Regions from separate parts of the Lactuca sativa genome. Here region 2 is linked to region 1. The links are chromatin contacts, called in public Hi-C maps. All regions are on one chromosome and are shown on one strand. Each heading gives the region's core, a stretch centred on a gene start, on an enhancer-like site or on the middle of the called end of the contact. The rest is flanking DNA. Distances are from core to core; before and after follow the strand shown.

Evidence for each region. A called contact is a pair of places that touch in the nucleus more often than the background predicts.
Region 2: a Hi-C map of leaf shows a contact between it and region 1, with 8 times the contacts expected there. The contact joins the promoter of LOC111894800 here to the promoter of LOC111894830 in region 1. A contact is called at or near these places in 2 of 4 Hi-C or Micro-C datasets (both in leaf).

What each region holds. Positions count from the first base shown.
Region 1 is chr8:101,305,631-101,308,330 of Lsat_Salinas_v11, forward strand. LOC111894830 reads left to right here and starts at 1,336. Exons shown (of 9, transcript XM_023890925.3): 1 at 1,336-1,507; 2 at 1,573-1,700; 3 at 1,809-1,906; 4 at 2,120-2,315; 5 at 2,393-2,485; 6 at 2,562-2,621. The coding sequence starts at 1,411.
Region 2 is chr8:101,475,695-101,478,394 of Lsat_Salinas_v11, forward strand. LOC111894800 (diacylglycerol kinase 4) reads left to right here and starts at 1,373. Exons shown (of 12, transcript XM_023890898.3): 1 at 1,373-1,965; 2 at 2,363-2,485; 3 at 2,638-2,700. The coding sequence starts at 1,618.

The DNA.
Region 1 (2,700 bases), core at 86-2,585:
AAATGCCAACAAATAATTCTCTTATATCGTTAATATACTTTGTCATTAGTAATGTTTTGAGTTTTACCAATGTTATTCTGAATGTCGGAAGTGTCATTCGGACATGAAATTAGAAATTATAGTTTTTTCAAAGTTGTAACTGTAACATATCATCCATTTGGTTTCTACTCATGTTATATTGCATTGCGTTTCTACTCATGTTATATTGCACTGGTTTCAAAGAGTACACCCTTGTTTAGATGTATGAGGCCATAACAAAAATATTCCAAAAGATTGTTCAAAAAGAATTCGCCATAATCCGGAACATATCATCAAATTTTGGACCTGAATGTGTATTCCGATATTTTGGTCGCAAAGTAACAATGTATATCTAGACCAAGTAAACTTACACAATGTTTTGTATTACAATTTAGGTTTTAGGTTTATGGATTGTTTATGAAAATATTGTGTTCCGTTATGATTTAAAGTTTATGGTTTATGTTGCACATTGTAATGTATTTTGTTATATGTGTAGGAAAAAATGATTTCCTATTTATTTGTGTTGTTATGTGTCTTCCTTATATTGATTGGTATGATGTTTGAAAACATAAACATTAAATTCAATAACATACGCATTAAGCTCAATTCGTGCATCTTTTGGACGAACACATTTTCAGCTTAAAATTCTATCTGTGGTGATATAGATCTCTATTCCTTAACCAATATATATTCACATATACAAGCATACTTCAAAATAATAGTTCGAAATGTATGTTCATAACGTTACCAGTAATGAACTTGCTAAAAGTTAAGTATGGCATGTCAGATTTTGAATCGCTTTACGTCACTCATGTCAGCCCACCAATGCACCAACGCTTAATAACAACTTGCTCTTGTTTGGAACAAGATAAAGTACATCCAGAATAAACTTACTGAAAAGTAATTCTGACATGTTAGATTTCCAAGAACTTTATGTCAACTCATGTCAATCCACCAACACTCCAACAAAACGTTTTTGTCTAGAACATGGTGTTCCAAATTAAGTGGTCATTTCACCAATAACGCAAAAAATGATATTTTTGTTTAGATCCAAACTAAAATTAGGTTTATTTTAGTCGATATCCATTTTTTATACATAAATATGTTACAAATAAAAGTAAACGACTGGTTTAAGACTAAAAACTTGAGAATAATAATAAAAATTAGTAAAAAAGTTAAGGTATTTTTTGTCGTTTTACCCATAAAAAAAAACTATATAGGAAATCAGAGTTAAAACTGTAAAACTGTAAGTCAGTTAGGGTTAAAGTGTAAAATTAAGTCAGTTAACTATAAGTGACACCAGCATATAGTAAAGGGTCCATACTCGTAACTTACCTTTCATCAATATTGCACGAATGAAGTGAGCCCTCGTTTTTTTGGAGCTCACTGTTCATGGTGTCAATGGCGAGCTCTACTGAAACCTCAAAATGGCTGACTTTATCCGTCACACTCGCCCTCGCCACCGTTTCTACATCCGCCGCCGTCTCGGGTAACATATTCTCATGTTTTCATCAACTCCTTAGACAATATATCATTCAATCTGATATCTTTCAGTTTACTACTGGAGTAAGAGAAGAACGCAAGATTCCGTTGATAAGCTTATAAAGGAGCTTCAAAAATCTCTGAAGGAATCATTAGAAAAGTGTGCTGCTGAGAGGCAGGGCCGAATTAGAGCTCAACAGGTTAAACCCACACAAACGGCAAACCCCCTTTTTGATTTCGTAAATGTGTCCCCTGTTTTGCAATTCGAAGCTCATTTGTTTTAATTTTCAACAATCATATATGAACAGGATTTAAGAAAAGCTATGCTCCAAGCTAAAACGGAGAACTTGGAGACGATTTATCCCATGGCTACTATTGCCATCATCAGATCGTGTTTCTCTACGAGGTAATTGTTACAATTTTCAAGTCTCTTTCAATATTAAACTCCCAACACAATTCCATAATCAAATGTATAACATTTCAAAAGCTTCAATTAAGAAATATGCCAATTGCCATGCCCCAAATGTGCTACTCTTATGAACATGTTCATGAATTGACATGTTAATACCCAATGATTCTGCTCACTTATAAATTCATCAATTTTTTTTGAAATACACAGGAATGGAACACCAAGGCAACCTCTAATTGTACCTCTTGCAAGGGCACTTTTGACATTTGATACATCGCGGGTCCCACCATCTTCTCTTGAAGGTCTTGAAGAGTATTCCCATTGTTGGATCATATATGTTTTTCATCTCAATACAGATCTTGAAAAGTTATGGAAACATCCATCTAGGTCTAAGTTGAAAGCAAAGGTATGTATTATGTAATGTGTATGTCTTGTTCTATTTCCCTCAATTTTATTTTTTTATTTTATTTTAAAAATCTTAAGGTAAGAGTACCAAGATTGAAAGGTGAAAAGAAAGGGCTCTTTGCTACAAGATCACCACATCGCCCATGTCCAATTGGTCTTACAGTTGCAAAAGTAAGTTGAATCATATATTATTTATGTTTAATAAATAATAATCATTACAAGATATATATAAAATTTAATTATTTAGGTGGAGTCTATTCAAGGAAATAGCATCCTGCTTTCTGGTGTGGATTTAGTTAATGGCACTGTAAGTCATTTCTTTTCCATTACAAACTTAATATTTATTAATAATAAATAAAATAAAATAAAAATATAATTTTAAAAGA
Region 2 (2,700 bases), core at 123-2,622, 170 kb after region 1:
ATCAAACTTCACATTTATATTAATTGTTTACCCTTTGTCATTCGTATCATTTTCCCTTTATTATTCATATCATTTCATTCATTCTCAAATTTATAACAAGTCTTAAATTTATGAGATTTTTTTATATGCTTTACTTTAATCAGAGTGACATGAGGTGAAGAGTATGTCATTATGAAATAATATAATATTTTCGTGTTGATATGGTCTCAACAGAAAATGGACCTAAAAATAGAACATTATTAAGAATTTCTTGAACTCTTCAAGAAGTCAATGTAACAACCCATTTTCTTAAGAATTTCTAGAACTCTTTAAGTTTAAGAAGTCAATGAAAGCTAACTGCAAAGACTGAATTTGTTTTCATTGTTTATAAGATAAAACTATTTTATTATATTAATGCTTAATAGTCTAAAAGACTGAAATTGTTTGTTTTTATTACATTATTAGTTCACTAGTTGTGAGTAGTGCAATGCAATGTGATATAAGCTTTTATTGTAAATTGAGAAAGAAAAATTGATCCAACTCCTCATTAAAACAAAATCCATAATTTATATTTAAACAAAATAGAAATTACAACCATCTTTGTCATACATTTTATGCACATTTAAAATATGATAAGATATACATCCATGTAAAAATGTTAGAAGAATTATATAAGATATATTGTGACACTGACATATGTACAATAATAAATAGTTGATTTTACATATTCACCACATAAAACTTTTTTAGACACTACGCTTTGGTGGGCAACACTATAATGATTATATTTTTTTGAGGGGCCATACTAATATTTTTGTATTACTTCATGATATCCCTCACATTTATACTTTTGAGTATATAAACGCATCTCACAACCAAAAACATGTCTTAGACTCTTAGTAAATTTAATCATGGATGCAAGTAAATATAATTACAATATAATTTTAAAGTTTAAAGTCTATATGGTATCTCGTTAAAATGCAAATTTATTTTCCTTTTAAATCTTGATTTCTTTCTTGATTCTATACAAAATCTCATGTCTTTTTCTCATCAAGAATAATAACATTGCTTTCAATTACGATTATGCAAAATGGTTGCCGAGATAGAAGGAAAAATCATACATTTACTAATCGCATTTAATATTTATGTGATTTTTCGTACTGAATTTAGAAGTTTTGAAAACAGTTATTAACGATTCATACATAGTTTTATAGAAAGCAAACATTTTCTATAAGAAAGTAGTGAAGTGAAACTTCACTTAAAGTTGAGGGTCTAAAATGAAAATAAGCTTATTTATACACTTCAAACTCGTGGATCTTTATAGGGCGTAGAACCTGAGGATTCAGATGGCACTTTCGTAATTAATTCCATCCTTAAGGGCATTTATCAAATGCCCTCCCGCCGGCGTTCTAAAACAGAACCCCACCCACCCGGACTCCGGCCCCATTCCTCCCACACCACACACACACACACACACTTTCTCTCTTAAGAATAACTGAAGTCAATTCCAAGTTTTCAACACGTAAGAATATTCGGTTACGATAATCTTAGAGGTTTAAAAGAGGAACATATTCGAGTCTTGTCTTGATTGTGTTAGCTCGTGTGTCGCCTGAGAGAGAGAGAAATAGAGAATCAATAATGGAATCGCCGGGACCGGAGACGGTGGTGGCTAAAGTAGCCGTAAGGTCATCTGTGATAGAGTCGATCAAAGGGTGGTCGTCGTTATCTGGGGTTCGGATTCGTAAGGAGGAGCTGAGGCAGAAGATTACGATGCCGGAATATTTACGCCTCGCTATCAAAGACGCCATTGCATCAAAAGACATCGACGCCGGAAAACCTCATTACGAACTCATTACCACCGGTCACGACAAACCACCGCAAGTCGCCCCTGAATCGCCGTTGATTGTTTTCATTAATTCCAAGAGCGGTGGACGCTATGGCCCGGAACTTATGGCTAGGTTGCAGGATTTAATGGGGGAAGAACAGGTAACGTCTAATTCACTCCATTAATCAGTTCAAAACCCCGTAAAATTCTCTTGATTTCATTAATTTATCAGTAACCTTTCATTTTAAATCTTATCTTCTGTTCTTGCATATCTGGTCAGAGTCAAGCGTCATGAAAATCGACGATTTTTATGGTTTTAAAGTCGAATTACATCATCAATACTGATCTTTCTGAACTTTTTAATCATAAACTAAAACCAATTTTGATTATGCTCTTGAAATTTCTATACTTGATACCAATTCGAGACCCGATCAAAAACTCAAACCCCATCTGTTCAAATCCTTTCTTGTAAACCTCATATTATAACCCATATACAAACGCCAAAAGATTCAAACTTCTTTCACTTCCTTTTTCAATGATTTCGCTTTTGATTTTCAGGTTATTGACCTTCTGAGTGTAAAGCCTCATGAGTTTATTCAATATGGTTTGGGTTGTCTTGAGAAGCTCGCTAGTATTGGCGATGGGTGTGCTAAAGAAACCCGTGAAAGATTAAGAATTGTGGTAAATCTCGTATCCCACACTCATTTATTTTTACTTTTTACTCTTTAAAATTAATTTTCAACGTACAATGTTACTATATTACTATATATATACAAAGTTTATATAATTTTAAGGTAAAAATTTAAGGTTTATAAATTGTTTAATAATGATAGGTTGCGGGTGGTGATGGAACGGTAGGATGGGTTCTTGGGTGCCTAGGAGAGCTTCATAAAGCC